3 separate regions of the Sus scrofa genome follow, and all the other regions are linked to region 2. A link is a contact called in public Hi-C data. All regions are on one chromosome and are shown on one strand. The core of a region is the stretch at or near the end of the contact, and the rest is flanking DNA. Distances in the headings are between cores, read along the strand shown. Region 1 has its middle 300 kb from the start of BCOR. Region 2 holds the start of BCOR (BCL-6 corepressor). Region 3 has its middle 330 kb from the start of BCOR.

Region 1 (2,700 bases), core at 158-2,657, 300 kb before region 2:
GACTCAGCCATTGTTAAATTGGGGAGGGGCACGTAGGTACAGGGTGGGGGGCAGTAGAGGGCCCTGATCCATCACCCTGGCTTTGAAGCGCTAAATAGGAGCTCCTCTCCCGGCCTCCCTTCTCCAGGTTCAGAAACCTGGACAAATAACTCTCCGCCTCCCAGAGCTGATGCCCAGATCCGGATGGAGGGGGAGGAGAGAGTGGGCTGCGGGAGGGAGGGGGTGGCAATGCCGCTGCCGCCACCGCCCCCTGCGTATAAAACTCCCTTTGTATGCAGGTCGCCGGCTGCTCCCCATGCCAGGTGCAGCTGCCAGGATTCTCAATGCGGTTTGAACACAATTTGCCAGTGTTGGTTCAGCTCCGCTGGCTTCCAGTTGGGGGGCCATATGCTGCCTTTAATCTGCCTGTGTGATTCTCACCGATGTCAATAGGCGCGGGCGGGTGGGTGGCTCCAATGGCCCGAGAGCCGCCGGGGCTGGGGTGGCGCTCCCACTGCTGCCAGGCGGCCCAGCTCCCCACGCCACCGAGGACCACCGGCGGGTCTTCTCGGGAGGCCGTGGCGCTGGGCAGTGGGGACAGGCGGGGCCGGCCGCTGGCAGCTGCCCCTGTGTTTGGCTATGGCGCGTGGGAGCCTCTCTGGTCGGCCATCCCCAGAGCCATCATTGGCCTTCCCCTCCGCAGAGATCCCTGCCAAGGAAGTCGGCCAGGGAGGTGCCAGCGCTCCGTCCAGACTTCACATTTCCCTCATTCTTTCTTTAATTGGATTTTTGGTCCTGCTGGGCAAAATAAGCTTTCCACTGGCAAAGCACTCTTGCCTCTTCTGAACGCACGATGGTGCCCAGCGGTTCTAGGCAGAGCGTCGCCTTCCTCCCCCACCACCGCATTTCATTTCATTCCTTGTCTCCAGGGACGCGAGAGCGTGGTGGGCGCACACGTGAGTGCACTCGCACACACACCACTCCCTGCACGCATGCACGCACACACACCACACGCACACACACCACATACACACTCTGCCAGGCCCAGGCTCCCTGCAAGAACTTGATTTTGAGGCCTTCTTTGAAAACAGTGATTCTCACTAACCAGGGAAAGACCCCTGCTCTGAACGACCCGGCATCTGGTGTTCTGAGCTGGGACCCAGGGCCAGCTGCACCCTCAGCGGGCTGTGCTGCCTCCTCCCTGGTAGTTAAACCTCCCTTCCCTGAAGCCCTTAAGTCCCAGTGTTATGACCCAGCCACAGATCAAAGTGCCAAGAAGCCATCTCGCTTCCCGGACCACCAGGCGAGCAAACTTAGCTTGTGGGGGTGGGGTGGGGGGCTGAGGGAGGAGCGGGCAGGCAAGCTGGAGTCTGCTGGAGAAGTGGCATTTCACTAGCAACAGGGGACATGTGGACACCCTGAGACTTGGACTGAAAAGAGGGGGAGGAGAGAGAGAAAGCCGGGAGGAGGCGAGGAGGAAGAGGAGGAGGAGGCAGGGGAGAGGAGACTGGGAGGAGGGGGAGGGAAGAGAAGCTGAAGCGAGGAAGGGGAGGGGAGGAAAAAGAGGAGGGGGAAGGGGGAGGAGGGGGGAGAGGAAGGGGAGGAGGAGAGGGGGAGAGGGAGTGAGAAGGAGGAGAGATGGGGAGGAGGGGGAGGGGAGGGGAGGAGGGGGGAGGGAGGGGAGGAGGGGGGACGGGGCAGAGGAAGAAGCAGGGGAAGAAGAGGAAACGGAGGGGAGAACAGGAAAGGGAGGAGGGAGAGGAAGAAGAGGGGAGGAAGGGAGGGAAAAGCCATCTCCCACCCGCACCCTCATCTGTCTTTAAAAGAGATGCGTTGTAAACGGTGGCGGCTCTGAGGGCCCGATGGGCTAACCCCCCACCCCCACCCCGGACCTGGGTTTAGCATATTAAGGAAATTCAGCCTGCGGGATCCTCACTCCCACACCCTCCTGGAGCCTAGCAATCTTCCACCCTGGGCTCCGGAGGCCCCGAATCTCCCTGCGGCTGGACACCTCCAAGGACCACCTTAAGCAGCCCTCGCCCGGGGCTTGCGAGGCACCCATTAAAATACACTGGGCTCAGCCCCTACTGCGGGCCCCCAGAAAGCTGCTGACCGTCAAATACATCCACAATATTTCAGAGTCCCTGTTAACAAGCGCCCATTAAAATTTGACAACCAGGTAGTATCGCAGAAAGCGCTCATTTTGAAAAAGAAAAAGAAAAAAAAAAAAAAAACTTGAGCGCTTTCTGCTGGTTCAGCAAGACAAAGCCGGTTTACCTGTCCCTGGCATTTTAAGCCTGGAGCACGGAGGCCTTAGCTCCTGGGTGCTGCCTGGTTAATGGAATGCGGGGTGTTTATTTGCCAGGCCACATCTGAACCCGGCTTGTTAATGAGCCTGCTGTTGTAAGCTCACTGTCAGTCAGCCTGCCTTTTTTTAATCAAAAGATAAAACAGTCGGTTATCAAGGATTAATGACTCTTACAGCATCCATATGAGGCTCGTATTTATCTTTTGAAAGAAAACGGAAGGAAGAAAAATGATGAGATTTTGTTTCAGTAAGCAGTTTAAATCTGCTCTGGTAAGTTGAATTCATTCATTCATTAATTCAGTCATGTGTCTGGGAGAAGCCAGCGGGAGCCCCTTCCATCATAAGAACTTCTGACTGTGAAATAAACCCCGAGTAACCAGATTAACTATGAAGTATGTCTCCGTCAGGTTTTA
Region 2 (2,700 bases), core at 185-2,684:
TAGCAACTACTCCCCGTTCTGAGGTCATTCCCCCCCTGCCCCCACCTCCGGAAGAGCCGCCCTTCTCCGTTGGCGGGGCGGGGTGGGGGAGGGACGGGGGACGGGGACGGACGACTTTGCGGGGCCACGGCTCCGCGCCTTTCCCGCGTGGCGTCGGAGAGGAGCGTGGGAGGGTTTCCCGTCCAAGGCCTGGCCACACTCTCCACTTTTCCAGGCCTCGGACTTGAACCTCGTGGACTATGGAGCAGAGGAGGACACTTCTTCGGGCCCCTCTGGGGAGGAGGGGTACCGAAGTCAGGCATTCTCAAGGGCTCCGGCGAATGGCCAAGTTTGTGTCCTTTCCCTCCCACGCTGGAGTAGCGCTCGCCACTTTGGGGAAGCGTGAGACTCCTCATCCCCGGCCACGAGGCCATCCCTGTCTTCAAGGTGGGGCCGATGGTCTCTCTTCAGCACCCTCTCCCGCTCTGCGGCTCCTGCACGGCTCCTACAGTCCGGGGAGGCCCCCAGAGACGGCCCGCGCCTTCTCTCGCCCGCTCTTCCGGGGGGGGGGGAGGCGCGTGGGTCGTGTGCCCTACGACTCCAGCCCGCAGCCTCCGCGGAGCCGCCTCGGCAGCCCTCCCCGCCCGGAGTCGCCCTGCGGGATGCAGCCTCCCCCACGCGTAATGAGGCACCCCTGGGACGCAGGCAGGGATGGCGGTTCCGGTCGTTCCGGGATTTGCGTGCAAGAAGAAAACAAGGCCGGCGACTACAGGAGCGGCGCCTCCATTCTTGAGGTTCAGACGCCCGCGCGGTCTCCGCGTCGGTCCCGCTATCGCCACTCCTGTCTGGGGGGCCCGCTTCTGTACCCCCCGCCACCCCCCAGGAATCCCTCGTCCCGCCCGCGCCGCACCACGCGGAGCTCCGAGCACGCCGGCTCCCACCCCAGCCCCTCCATAACTCGCGCGCCTTCCTCGCCCCGGGCTCGGGCGCCACTCGCTCTCAGCGCCCGGAGTACGCCGGTTCCACCCTCGGCTGCGAAAGCCGCCGCCCCGTGCCACCCCCGCCCGGCCCGGCCCTTGTCCCAGCCCGGCTCCCCCGCCAGCTGCGCCGCCACCGCCGCACGTGACCCGCCCCCGTCGCGGCTTCCGCTGAGCTGCCTGTTCCGGAGCACAAACAATTTCTGCTCTGACGCGGGGTCTCTCGGGCCCCGGCGTCCTCTCCTCCCTGCCTCCCCCCCTTCCGGGTACGAGAACTCAAAACAACTCGCTGACCTTCGGGCCGACCAGCTCTGGCTTCCACCGACTCCGGCATTCCGTTCAAACCTTGCAGCGGCAGCTTCTAAGATTTCACTCCGCGCTGGGCTGGGGGGAGGGAGGGATTTATCCGGGAGGGGATGTCTCAGATCGAAAGAGCCACTTCACGCTCCTTCCTCTCCTCCGAAGTGAGTTTTTAGACTATCCGGAGGCCCTGGGGAAAGCCGCGCGCGAAGAAAGCCCCCCCCACCCCAACACACACACACACACACACACACACACACACACACACACACACACGCCGCCTTGACTAGCGCCTGACCTGATTTCCAGGGCCACAGCCTAGCGGCAGAGGGTCTAGCCAGCCTCGGGTCTGGCTGGCCTCGGAAATACTCTAAGCAGTGGATCAGAGCTCGGGTGAGGTGGGGGGATTGTGCTAAACAGTAATAGTAGCTCCCACTTCGGCGCTGTGCTGAGTACTTTACAAGCCCTCCTGCTTTACAGATCAGGAAACTGAGGCATCGAGAAAGCTCAGTTAAATGACTCTGTGAGAGTACTCCAGCTAGTAAGTGACTTGGAATATGAACCTGGGTCTCCCAGAGCCCCGGGCGGTTTAAACATTATGCTAGTTCTCACCTTGGAGTAAAAAGTACAGGCCCAGCTACAAAACGTAGTGTTTGCTTCCAGGCTATATATTTTCCATGTTGCATGGTGACTGGCACATAGTAGGCACCTAATAACTATTGGTGAAGTGAGTATCTGAATAAACGATAGACGGAATCACTGACGGTAAGTGGTTTTAGAGAAAACAGCCCCGAGCACTGTTCCTTCTAAGAGGACTGTTACACCTTAATAAATTCTCTAGCTGTTTTTTGACTGTTTGCAGATAACAGGAAACTCTTATTCAAAAATATATTAACCTCCCACCCCTACCCCCCAGCCAATCAGCCCGGCAGCATTTGAACTTGCTGGGGCACATAGCCAAAGCAGCTTTTACTTGGTCTCAGCCATTTCCCCCCCCACACACACACCTGTTCCTTCTCTGTAGGCTTCTGCTCGGGGTCAGGCAGCCTGGAACTGCATTTGAAATGATTCTGAACATATAACAGGAAAGGAGTGTACACCCACCAAACAAGGTTCAGTAGCTTCCCTTCCACAGGCTGCCGGTGGTGGTGGTGGCGGCGGCGGTGGCGGCGGTGGTGGTGGCGGCGTGGGGGCGGGGAGCGTGACTTCCAGCTCAGTGGCTATTTTTTAACTTACAGACCACGTAAGGAACACTGTGATCGGTGCATCTGTGCGGCTCACTCCGGAGTCCCAGCCCTCACCAGCTGCGTGGTGACATCTCTTGGAAGGCATTATCTACCTTAACCCACGATTCTGAGATGCTGGGCAGGGGGACTGCCTTTGCCATCTGGAGAGCCGCTACCTGTCCTGCTCCTTCCGGTGGCCCGAGAGAGGGTGCGATTTT
Region 3 (2,700 bases), core at 120-2,619, 330 kb before region 2:
GAAAAAAACAGAGAGTTGGGAGAGGAAGGGCCCCTGTCCCTCCCACAACCTCATCTGAACAAGCAGCAAAGGGGAGCCTGCACAGATAAGCCAATTCAGTGCTAAACCCCACAGGCAGGGGTGAGCCAAGGAGTCCCTGGCCAGGCCCTAGACTGCTATACGAAGCTTACCCACGGAGGAAGTAATACCCAGTATTTGCATATTCAAATTGACCAATGGAGACCTATAGCTATCTTGTCTGTGATTGGTGAGATGACTTTGGGCCGCCCACAGCACCGCTCACGCTGATTGGTGAGATGACTTTGGGACAGCCCACAGCACCGCTCACGCTGTCTGCCCGAGTCAAGGGCCCCAGTAGGTACCGATGGGACACTCAACAGAGGGTTATTCAGAAAGAGTTTAGCGAAGGGGCTGTTTCCAGATGTGTGGGCATATTACAGAAACTACAAAGGATATGGAAGTGCCCTGGGACTAGCAACAGTGGGAGGTTGCTACCAGGCCCTGGGCTGAGGGGACAAGGGGTAGGGGCTGTTAGCAGCACAGGAGAGAGCTATAGGCGAAGGCTGCTGTGGACCGCCCCCACCCAACTGCAGTCCAGCCAGGGGAATAAATAATCCTACCTCTTGAGCCTTCCCACCAGCCAGCTTACCTGTTGGCCAAACCCTAACCCAACCGGGGGCCAGTGGCCAAGGCCACCCAACTGATCTGATCCACAAGGATCAGCCTCCTGGGATCCACATCCTCCTAGGACAGCAGATCTGGGGGGAAAAGGATCTGCCCACCCAGTACGGGGCTGCCCTCATCAGTCTGCCAGCCCCGAAACGACGTGTCAGGGGCCACTCGCCTGCTCAAGGCCTGGCCCGGCAGAACAAAAGACAGGCTGGTCACGGCCTGGCTGAGCTGTACCAAAAGAACTGTCCGAGACCATGCACTTGACCCATGCTCAACGTATAAACGTGTCTTAGCTACACATATGCCTACCATTAAGCCTCTGCACGGGTGTGGATTTTACCTTGATGCTAATAAATCTGATTTATTTAATAACGTTCAGACCACAGGACGGGGTCGCAAGGGGAAAAGGAGGTTTCTGGAGCAAAACCCAGGGCCCTCCCTGGCCCCAGCTTCTCTCAGGGACCCTTCCCCATCTCTTCCTCTCCCCCACCCCCAACCCCCACCCCCGCCCCCGGCTCAGGGAGAGGGTTAATAGATATGAGGGGGTGGGCGAAGGCCTTTTGTGGCCAAACACTCCTGAAAAGATTGGCGCTCCCCACCCCCTCCGGAAGGTTCACAATGTACATTAGCATAGTAAAGGCTCCAGATAAAGAAAACGTTTGGCTTTGTTTACTGTGGGGGTTGCCCGTACTTCCTGGAGCTTAAGCTGAAAGCGAAAGGAAGGGCGGGAGTTAGATAAGGGTGTTTGAGGCTGAGGACACGGTCCATGCGGAGGCCCAGAAAAGCGTGGAGAAGTGGATGCGGAGTGGAGAGCGGCTTGGAGGAGCGGGCCTTTGACCCAGAGGGCCCCGGGCGACGATGCGCTCGGCACTAGCGCCGCAGTCCCAGCCGGCTCGCCCAGCTCTCCGCGGGCTTGGCGGGCGGCCCCCTCGCATCCTTCCATCTGTGCCCGAGGGTTGGGGGACGGGCCAGAGTGAACTCGGACCTCGGGAGGAACCGGCCCTCTCGGAGCTTCTCCCCCCTCCCAGCCTTTTCACCCCAGAATGAGTAGAACTGCCGTGTCCAGAGGTCCCCTGGCAGCGGATAAGCCTGCTGGCCCTTCTGAAGGATGCGCACTCCAGGCCGGTTTCCTAGGAACCGAAGAGGTTTTGGAAATATCCCTTGACCCTCTTATGACCAAAACCCTTGGCCATGGGGCTGCAGTCCAGCGCCACCGAGTAAAGTGTGGCTCCAGGGAGGAAAAAAATAAAAGAGAATAAAAAATAAAGAGCCTGCCAGCATGGCACTGGCTGTCCCAGAAGCTCTACAACCTGGGACACTGGGTGCTGGCCTGGCCTCAGTCTCAGGAGTCTGCAGAGCATCCGGGGCTGGCAGAGGTGAGAGTTCACGGATGTATCCGCTTTAGAAAGGTCCGGGCATGGACAGAGGTGGTATGTGAATGGCTAGCAGGACACAAGACCTCAGCAACGCATCTCTCTCTGCCACTCTAGCTGGCCTGTCCTTTCTCCCCAGTGATCAGCACCTGGGGACTGCATCTCCCAGACCAGCGTGTGCATTCCAGCCTCAAATTACCACCCTCCTTATGTCAAATATAACACATTTTCCGAGCTAGTGACCTCTGCCCACACCCCCTCCCTAAAAAAAAAAAAACCCAGCCCTCCACTTCATCTGTCTTTGGGCGGCGGGTGACTGGCTTTCCTGGAGCCATCGGAGAGTCTAGCGAGTCTTTTGTTTTCCAATGAGGCTTTTCCTCCTTGATTCCCTTCCTCTCAATCTCATTTTAGTCCGAGTCTCTAAAGAGCAGGGCTGCCCAGCCTCCTGGCTCCTCCTGGCATCAGGCAGAAGCCAGTCTGGGGAGCCTGTGATTCAACGTACAGATTTGCAGGGTTGGCTCGCTGCTCTCAGATTCAGGCTCAGAGTGGCCATTCACCGAGAGTTCTGGGTCTCAAAGTACAGTCTGGCCTGGGGACTGACTTTCCAAGAGCAACCAGGCAAGCTGGTGGGTAGAGCCTGCCTTTTTGGCAGCAG

Evidence for each region. A called contact is a pair of places that touch in the nucleus more often than the background predicts.
Region 1: a Hi-C map of epiblast stem cells shows a contact between it and region 2, with 5 times the contacts expected there. The contact joins the enhancer-like site here to the promoter of BCOR in region 2. A contact is called at or near these places in 2 of 5 promoter capture datasets (fetal liver and liver), 3 of 47 Hi-C or Micro-C datasets (embryonic fibroblasts, epiblast stem cells and mesenchymal stem cells) and 1 of 2 datasets of contacts at active chromatin or transcription factors (skeletal muscle).
Region 3: a contact with region 2 is called in a Hi-C map of epiblast stem cells, with 2.1 times the contacts expected there. The contact joins the enhancer-like site here to the promoter of BCOR in region 2. A contact is called at or near these places in 2 of 5 promoter capture datasets (fetal liver and liver), 13 of 47 Hi-C or Micro-C datasets (alveolar macrophages, brain, embryonic fibroblasts and 8 more) and 1 of 2 datasets of contacts at active chromatin or transcription factors (skeletal muscle).

What each region holds. Positions count from the first base shown.
Region 1 is chrX:35,586,079-35,588,778 of Sscrofa11.1, forward strand. No RefSeq gene overlaps it. Among named protein-coding and RNA genes, the nearest start is that of BCOR, 300 kb to the right of the region's middle. Within about 2 kb of position 1,408, at least 5 of the 83 cell types and tissues checked have an H3K27ac peak or open chromatin away from gene starts, as enhancers often do. A contact at or near this core is called in epiblast stem cells and skeletal muscle, where this site is marked.
Region 2 is chrX:35,889,579-35,892,278 of Sscrofa11.1, forward strand. BCOR (BCL-6 corepressor) reads right to left here and starts at 1,435. Exons shown (of 14, transcript XM_021079595.1): 1 at 1,251-1,435. LOC106506945 reads left to right here. Exons shown (of 4, transcript XM_021079602.1): 1 at 1-1,222; 2 at 2,495-2,700.
Region 3 is chrX:35,563,757-35,566,456 of Sscrofa11.1, forward strand. No RefSeq gene overlaps it. Among named protein-coding and RNA genes, the nearest start is that of BCOR, 330 kb to the right of the region's middle. Within about 2 kb of position 1,370, at least 24 of the 83 cell types and tissues checked have an H3K27ac peak or open chromatin away from gene starts, as enhancers often do. A contact at or near this core is called in epiblast stem cells, retroperitoneal adipose tissue and subcutaneous adipose tissue, where this site is marked.